Regions from separate parts of the Rattus norvegicus genome. Here region 1 is linked to region 2. A link is a contact called in public Hi-C data. All regions are on one chromosome and are shown on one strand. The core of a region is the stretch at or near the end of the contact, and the rest is flanking DNA. Distances in the headings are between cores, read along the strand shown.

What was found. Hi-C and Micro-C count contacts between places; a contact is called where the count stands out from the background.
Region 1: a contact with region 2 is called in a Hi-C map of liver, with 2.7 times the contacts expected there. The contact joins the promoter of Irf2 here to the enhancer-like site in region 2. A contact is called at or near these places in 10 of 12 Hi-C or Micro-C datasets (the A7r5 cell line, Schwann cells, frontal cortex and 5 more) and 1 of 1 datasets of contacts at active chromatin or transcription factors (oligodendrocytes).

What each region holds. Positions count from the first base shown.
Region 1 is chr16:52,280,611-52,285,168 of GRCr8, forward strand. Irf2 (interferon regulatory factor 2) reads right to left here and starts at 1,976. Exons shown (of 9, transcript NM_001047086.1): 1 at 1,868-1,976. It overlaps LOC120097385 (a long non-coding RNA gene), which reads left to right and starts at 3,084. Exons shown (of 3, transcript XR_005494732.2): 1 at 3,084-4,558.
Region 2 is chr16:52,174,964-52,179,581 of GRCr8, forward strand. All of the region lies in intron 7 of Irf2 (interferon regulatory factor 2), which reads right to left. Among named protein-coding and RNA genes, the nearest start is that of Irf2, 110 kb to the right of the region's middle. Within about 2 kb of position 1,533, at least 38 of the 93 cell types and tissues checked have an H3K27ac peak or open chromatin away from gene starts, as enhancers often do. A contact at or near this core is called in the A7r5 cell line, Schwann cells and liver, where this site is marked.

The sequences.
Region 1 (4,558 bases), core at 726-3,225, 110 kb after region 2:
AAAATGCACAACATCCTCCAGAGCCATTCATCAAGAGCAGCCCCGAGTCCCAGCCACAAGGCGGCCAGTGGCAGCAAGCTAACCCCAGCACCACTTTGCCTCCCTTGCACAGAAACAACCAAGGAAGGACAAGGAGTGCCCACACAGGAGGGAGGAGGGAAGAAAAACATGTCCCCCAAGTTTCAAACACACTGGGGTTAAGGACCTGCAAACCAGCTCGCAAACGAGTGACAACCTCGTCTGCCAATCCCGGGGGTCTTATTTACATCCGACCACCAAGGATCTCGCCTCCACCGACTGATCCGGGCGTCTCACCTGGTGCCGGAGCACAGTACTGGATCGCGGCTGAGGCTGCCAGCCTCCTTCCCTTCCCTGCTCTTCAGGGACGAGAGTGGCAAACAGTCCGAGACTCGGGGCCCAGCGGACAGCGTCCCGGGAGTCGGGGCCCTGTGCTCTCGCGAAGGCTTCCCGGGCCGCTCAGGGGAGCCGGCCCCCAAGGCCGAGCGACAGGGACTGGCCGGACACCGCGATTGGCCGCGGCCCGCATCGCTCGCCCAGAGAGCCGGGCCGGTGGGGCGGAGAGGAAGTGGTGGCTGCCGCTCTGCACCAACCATGTTCGGCCGGCGGGCGAATGTCACCCGGCACCCGGAGCGGGTCGGAGGGCACAGGGCGGGCACTCGGATTCCCACCGCGTCCGGGAGCCCCCAAGCGCTCGCCAACCTCCCCCCACCAATGCCCGCCCGTGGGGCGCCGCTCGGTCCCCGGAGGCTCCCCGCCCCCACACTTCGCCCGTTCCATAGCCAAGGCGGGTCCGGGCCCAGCGCGCCAGGCCGGCCCCGGGGCGCCCGCGGGGACCCGGAGGCGCTCGCAGCTAGGCCGCGCCGGAGTGGGTGACCCCTCAGCGCGGAGCCCTCCTGGGACGCGCCTCCTGGGCACCTCACGCGCTGGGACAAGTGCAGTGACAAAGCCCAGAGGCCAGGCCAGGCGCTGGCCGGCCGGGAGGAGGACGCAACGTTCCTGGCGAGTGGCAGCGGCCCAGTCCCCAGGAAGCCGGGCGCACCGGCCAGGCCCGCGCCCAGCCGCGCGCGGAGCCCGCCGGGCCCGAGTGGCCGCTGGCACCCGACACCCGACGCCAGTCACCGGACCCCAAGCTCCGCGGACGAGCGCATCCTGGGACCGCCTAACGGCAGCCTTCAAGTTTACAGTGGTCACTGCCCGGGCACGGGCAACTAGGGACCGCGGGTGCCAGTGTATTTATACCAGAGACCGCCAGGAAAGAAGGGCCGCCGGGCACCGAGAAGAACCCGGTTCCCTTCCTCGAACCTGGTGGCGACAGTGTCTGTAAACACACACACACACACACACACACACACACACACACACACACACACACACACACACACACACACACACAATTTTATTTTAAATGAGGCCAGACTCCAGCGGACCTGTACCCACAACGCACGACACCTGGAGCGCAGAAGCACACAGAGCAGATCTGCGTCCATGGAGCCACCTCTTCTCATCTGCAAATCCAAAAGTGAAATTAAACCTCCACTAACCCCCTCCTCCTCCTCCTCCTCCCTCTCTACCTCCTCCTCCTCCTTGCAGCCTCAGCGGCCCCAGCACCAGCAGCACCAGCAGCAGACCCCTGCTTCCCCTAAAATCAGATGATCCATAACTGCGCCGACTCTTCCTCCAAAAATTGGTATTAATATTTATGAACCCCGGCATTTTCCGTCTGCAAAACATCGTGTCAAAGCATCAGGACGCACATACATGCATAGCTCCTCCTGTCCCCATCAACATGCTTTCGAGAGAAAACACACGCACAGCCACAAGTATTATTTGAAAAAAAAAATGTTACCTCTCAGTGTGCTTTTTTTTTTCACGCTACCAATACAATCCCGCAAGGTGTAAGTGTTGTTAGGGTGTGTAAAATGGAAATGAAAGCCCGTCAGTTGAATAATCGCAGGAGCAAAACTAAAAGTTACTCCCCGGCTTGCCTGAGAACAGTCCAGATCGAAAGCAAAACAAGGAGAGGAAACTGCGAGGAGCCGAGGCTGGAAATCCCCCCCACCCCCGCCCTCTCCCGGCCCCGCTCCCTCCCTCGCTCCCCCTCCGCCCTCCTCCCTCCCCGCCCTTCCTCCCCAGTGTTTGTTTCAAGCTTGTGCAACCCGGAGGTGGAGGCAGAGGGAGGGCTCCAGCCACCAGCCGGGAGGTGCGGAAGTTCGCCGCCGCTGTTCATTGGTGGCCTACGCGGCTTTCATCATTTCTCGGAAAAGTCAATTTCATTTTCACTTCCCCACGTCGCGGCTGCGGGGAGCAACAAGCGGCAGCACGTGAGTGTGGGGCTCGCGCGCCGAGGGGCGCGCGCTTTTCACCGCGGCCACGCTGGGAGTGTGGGCTCCAGAAGTGGCCGGCCAGGCGCTGGCTAGCGAGCTGGCCACCACAAGGTGGCCGTAGGGAAGGACGGAGATACCTGATTCTGCATCCTACCTGAAGGTGGAGACGGACCAGACAGAGCCTGGGAAGCCTGGGGAACCTTCCCGACCTGTGGGTTAAGTGTTCAGAACCGCTGTGCTCGGGCTGCATATACAAACTCATCTTGGAAAGTCTCCTGCTGCAAAGGAATGTAAGGAACGAAGTCAGCTGAAAAGAAGGCATTACTTGCACCCCTGCTTTATTGGATCTCCTACTGGGGGACAGGGGGGAGTGAGGGGGGCTGAAGGACTAACCTGGCACTCTGTGTGGAAGTCTAGGATGGCTAGGAAGGCCTTTCCCTAGTAAGTCACTCTCCAAAGTTACTTCATGCCCGTGCCATACACATTCCGTTTCTGCAAGATGAGATGGACTACGGTGTGAGTTACTTGAATTTAAAATGTCTTGATTGGAGCTGGTTCTGGAGCGAAGGCTTAATGCTTAACTCCTTACCGAGTTCAAATTTGACGACGTTATTAGTTGGACACCCTTGACTGCTGCCCTCAGTGCTGTGCGGTGGAGACAATACAGAATGCAAGAAGAGGGCCTATGACAGGTGCAGCGGCCAAAGCCTATTGGCTCTACTAGGCCAGCTCGCTTGGAACCTCCTCCTCTCTTGTCACTTAGATTTAAAAGTATTTCCTTATAGTTACACCTGCTTCTTGCCTGCTTTACAGTTTCCTCAGCCCTCCACCAGCCTTCTCTAGCCGCTAGAGAAAGCCCCATCCTAGGAGACTGTCACTATGTATGTGTAAACCTCTGAAAAATAAGTCTACCTCCTCTTTGTCACAGAATTACTGGATTCCACAGACATAGGGAAAAGGAAAGTATCCATGCACTTGTGGAAGGATATGGCTGAGATTAAGGACCCTGCCTTGTGGTCTCAAAATAGATCCCTCTTGCACACAGTGTCCTTTATTTCTCCCATAATAACACTGTGCAATCCTTCCTTTTATATTTCATATATCAATTACCACAGGAATACACAAACTGCAAGGTAGTTGTCCGTCTTTACTTCCAGGCACCTAAGTCAAATAACCATAGGTCATTTTTTTTTCTGGCTTCTTGTGTGTATTGGTGAGTGTGGTACTTGTGTGCATGTATGTAAGTCATGGACTCACAGAGACTAGAGTATCCTGTTCGGTTGTTGTCTACATTATTGATTTGAAACTAGAACTAGGCTGGCGGCCAGCTTCTCCAGCAATCTTCATGTCTCTGCTAGCCACAGCACTGGAATTAAGTGGGCACGTATCAGATCTGGCTTTTCAAGTGTATTGGGGATTTGAACTCAACTCCCCATACTTGCTTGGCAAGTGCCCTCCCTCCATAGAGCCATCTCCGTTGTTGTTGTTTTCTTTGCTGTTGCTATTCTGCTGGTTTTATTTTTGCTTGTTCGTGTCTTTTTGTTTGTTTTTTTAGACAGGGTCATCTTCTTGAGTCCTGGAGTTATGGGCATGTGCTAATCTATGTTTATTCAAATCTGTACCCACCCTTTGTCTTCTCTTCCCTAGACCAGGGAGAGGAAAGGCATGCATAGCTCCTCCTGCCCCCATCAACGTGCTGTCTTTCTGAACCTCTTATCTCCGGTCAGCATCCGTTATTTGCAGGCCCAAGGAACCAAAGAAACAATGAGGTCTGGTGAGGCCAGCCAATGTCTCCGTCCTGGTATCTATGACAGGAGCTTCCTCAGACGTGAAAACTCAGGGAAGCCAGAGAGGGCCATGTCCACAGATCTCTAGCGGGCATCTTGGTGTATCCATGCACAGAGACTAGTCCTGGAAACCCCATTGCCAAATACAGGAAGCATCCTGACTCATTGCTTCCCTGATGATTGGTCTCCCGTTTGTGTCTTCACTAGATTCTCCATCCGGAAATAGTCCTGCCTGCTCTAAGTGCAGCCCGATCAAACTGTTTCAGAAGAAGCAATGGCCTACTTATCTATGGCCTGAAATCACAACAAACAGTTTCCTTGGACTGTTTGGGTTCTTTTATTCTCAGTTCTTTTATTCTTTATACCTTCCTTCCCACACCATCTATCAATCCATCCATCCAGTCATATCATTACACAGCCAGTCAC
Region 2 (4,618 bases), core at 283-2,782:
ATGTTGCAGATGCCCCAAGATCTTCACTGAGTGTTTACTGTCTTTGGGACCTGTCCTCCTCAGTACCGTTAGGAGCTATGACTTGCTTTTAGCCAACGGAACACATCAACGATGTAACTATTCTCTGAGCATGCTCACATCGTCGTGGAAGACTCAGCCTGTCTTTTATGGGCACTCTCTTGCTTGCCCGCAGTGTTAGGAAGGCCCGCACAGCAAATTTAAGTAAGGGCTGCTTCCAGGTAAAAGCTGGCAAGAAACTGGGAATCTCTGCTCTTCCCCACTTGCAAGGAATTCAGTTCTGGCCAATGCCTCGGGAAGCTACTGGCTCAACAGTTGAATCTCAGATGGGTTGCAGCATTAGCCAAAGCTTGGTGACAGGTTAGCAAGGCTCTGCTGCAAAGGACCCAGCTAAGCCATACCTGGATCCCCAACCCAGAAACTGAGTTTTTACTGTGGGAATATTATGTTTATGGCCATACTGTTCCAGAGCAAGAGATAATATAAACCCGATTGGACCTGCCAGCTATGAGGCACGGAGAGCAGTTCTTAACCACAGTGAGCTACAGTTACCTGTCACCTTCAGTGAGGATTGGAGGATGAGGGACAGAGCGTTTGGGGGTTTTGAAAGGCCCACCACAGAGCTGACATACAGTGCCTGTGATGTGATTGCTTTTTAACACTGAGTTTGCGTGTTGGGCTGGATTCAACAGAGTCTAATTCAGTAACTGGCGATCGCGCATCATCTGTATGTTGTTTTATAAATTAAAAAATAAATGATACTGAACGGGTTTTTTTCCTGATGTTTAACGACATTGCAAAAATTAATGCATAGAGGGTAGAACATCTAAAATTCGCAGACTTTTGTGGGTCATTTTGCCATTTCATTTATTTTGCTGACAAGAGCTGGGCATTTGTGAAGATCTATGACTAGACTCTACTTGGAGCCTGTATATATAGGTCTTGTTCATCCTTACCAGGATCCTAAATCAGAAAACAGCTGCTCTCATCTGGCAATATGTTCTCCTTCATTCAGAGCACAGCCCAGGGACCAGGCTCTCTGCATATAGCAAATTGAAGAACAAAGGGACAAACTGGTCCCCCCCCCCCCCCAGTGCATTTCTGAGACAGGCAGCAAGCACTTCAGATCCAAACGTCTCCTCCAGGAAGGGATTTGCATCAGCCCGAGCCACGGTTCTTCAGAGACTTCAGACAGGCCTGGGAGATTGCCCAGGCTGACCAAAAATCAACTTTTGTCCCTCCACCTCACAATGTTCTGCCCAACACATCCCCATGTAGGGGTCACGAATCCCACTGCAAAGCCCAAGTTTTAGCTAACAGTGATCTGAGCTATGGAGACGCACTGACAATAGGCACCAGAAATGTTTTCAGGCAGAAGTAAACGAAGACCAGAAAAGGAAACTTCTCTCCAAACACAAAAGCCACATCAGTTCGGCCTCCAGAGGAGGCAAGAGAGTCACTTCCAAGAGGAAGGAAAAAAAAATGGGGAACGGAGATGTTGAGAACCTTGCCAAGTGGTGGACTGAGTCAGCAGAGGGTAGAAAACTGAACTGTCCTTTGGATCCCAGAGTCACAAACAGCACAGAGGCTACCTCCCTGCTGGCAAACCGCCAAGAGCTCCTTCCTATTTTCCTGCTTGGTTTTGTTTGTGCTCTGAGGCCTAAGTTTCCCTTCCTTCCACACATACCAGGCACACTCTCATCTTAAAGACTCTCCATAAATTCTAAAGTCTCCCATGCCTTTCCCCTTCAAATAAAAGCAAACACACAAAAGATAGCAGGAGATTCAAAGAAAGAAGCTGTTGACACCAGGGTTCTAGGGTCCCACAAGTCCAACCCACAGTTGTTGGAAGCTTTGGAAGTTAGATGCCAGGTTAAACTCCTCCGTAAGACTTTGAATAGACCTGGAGGGGAATAAGAATGTTAATTTCCTGTAAATACTCAGCATTCAACTAGAGGACTAAAGTTGTGGCTAAGTAAAGGTACACATATTTTGCCCTTGTGTTTTTGGCTGACACAGACGCTGACTGGAGAAAATCATTTCTAAATTAAATTCAATGGTCTGTGTCATGGTTGTGGAAACCCTCCACTTCAGGAATTGGGCATAAGGGTTTGGATCTTAACTGTCCCCCAAAGGCTCAAGTGCTGAATATCTAGTCCCCAGATGACAGAGACACTGGAATGGGTTGGAAACTTTAAGAGGTAAGACCATCACACTCACACCTATGCAGGGGATACGGGGACCCTAGCACTTCCTGTCTTTTCCCCCTTCCCTTCCACCATGGTCTGAGCAGCTTGGCTCCGCCACATAGTCCTGGCCATGCTGTTCTGTTCTGTCACAGTCTCAAAGCTCTTGAAACTGTGAGCTACACCATCTTTAGCTCTTTTAAAGCTGATTGCCTTGCGTGTTTTGTTACAGCACCGTGAGGCGTGCTATGATACCAGTTTCTAACCCTTTTTTGAGAAAGTGGCCTTGAGGGGCCTTCAGCCTAGGGGATGCAGGTGCTCACGTCTGAGGATCCTAAAGCTTGCTCTCAGAGAATGGCGGGTTTTATCACTATTCCTGCACAGTCGGCTCCAAGTCCTCAGTTTTGTTCTCTTGACTTTCATCCACCATGGCCATTTCCGGAATGACTCTTTACATGACAAATGAGCTCGCTGTAGCTGCAGCTTCCAGATCAATATGACTGCCAAAATGTCATCGTGGATTATGTCACTTCCCTCTTTTATTAGTTTGGATACTTTTCAAACTGACTTCCAATACAACGGGATAAAAAGGATGGAAGTTACTTTGCAAGAGTGGTCAGAATAAGCTGAAATATCTACGTATTAGGAGCAGATACAGGAATAATTGATTTAACCTTTCCAGTCTGTTTTCCAACAAGCAGCTAAAGGGAAGAAAGTGATTTGGACTTGGATCAGATAACCCAAGGGCTCTCCCAGAGCAACAGTTCCAGAATCTTGCCACTTCAGCCCTAGTTTTAACATCTGCCTTGGAATACATATTGCCAAACTACCTTGAGAACATCCTCGGGAGGGAGATGATATATTTTATGGAATGCATTATTGCGTTATGTGATATCTGATATATTTTCTGGAAGGTTCTATTTCCACCAAATCTGATCAGCATTGATTTTTTTTCCTGCATAATTTCCTCAGTTAAGTTGACTAGGAGGATGTAACTGATCACTCAGCCGCTCAAATCAGTGTCTTCTCAGTCTCCACACCAATGCGCCTTTGCCTCGTTCATGACATACATAGGGGTCCCGGAAGGATGGTGTGGTTGGTTGCCCACACAGCCTCTCTTCTCTTGATTATATAGCCAATTAATTCCTATTATGCTTCTTACTCAAACCTGTTTTCCACCTCCCTATCTGCTGAATCACCACCATGGCTTTCTTTTACTAAACCACCAACAATCTACTTAAATAACTAGACAAATGAGGCATACGGTCACATCACAGCACAATGAGGGCGGGGATATAGACTAGTGGTGGAGCACTTGCTCCATCACGCCCAAAAGCCTTGGGTTTGATCTTCAGCACTGCAAAAATAAGTAAGTAAACAAACGAACTAAAGAAAGAAGCAAGGTAACTATGCCTTAATGCTTCTCCAGGCCAGGCTTTGAAACAAACTTCCCCACTATGAAAATTCTACGAGTCAAAGCATTTTCCATCATCTTAAACTACCTGATGCAAATACTTCCTTCCACCCAACTCCTTCTCACCCTCACAGTTAAATCATACACCAGAAGACAGATATGTAAACTTGAATGTGGTTTTGTGATAACCCTAGTGATCCATTGATAATATTTCTGTGATCCCTAGAGGAAAACTAGACCAAAACAGGCTTCAAATGCAAAACATTGTTTCCTTAACAGGTGAATGGAGGTGGTTGACCTCTGGAAGAACAGTCTGCACAAAGGAACTCTTCTGGGAGCAACAAGCAAACAGCCTATGCTACTGATGGCCATACAATGAAAGGATGAGAACAGAGAGCTACAGAACGTTATAAACTTTCTGACCGGAACACCTGTACTAGCAGAGAACTTTTCATCATGTCTCCAAGTCTAGAGAAGAACCAACAGGGAAAGATTTTTGGCTCCATCCAAAAGAGCTTTCTCTATAAGATTCTGGAGAATTCTGGCAATGAAAACAATAGATGAACCAAATAGGAGGCTGGAAAGCAGGGCTCTCACAGAAATTCATCCTGCCTCCCACCCTGGAGCTAAAACCCTTCCTCGGAAATCTATGCAAATGTCCCAGAATGCGGGATGAAATTTTCATTTCTGTCTATGTGCATCAGCTGTTCTCAGAACGCCTCTGCTAAGGCAGAATGTCAATGCTGACAGAACAGAAAGAAGAAGGTCTTTCCAAAAATCACAAAGGAAACCTCATACAACAGTGAAACCCGGGGCTACATTAAGGCTCTGCCCCTCAAGCCCCAGTCCCTGCATAACCACAGCAACAGCTGGGTAACTTAGCAGAAAGCCATGGATTTAGCCTTAGCATAAACATTTTGGTCTACCTCGATGGTGGGTCCTTTGACAATCAAACGAGACGACAGCATGTGACCCTTTAGCACTGTGCTGTGTGGTTAAG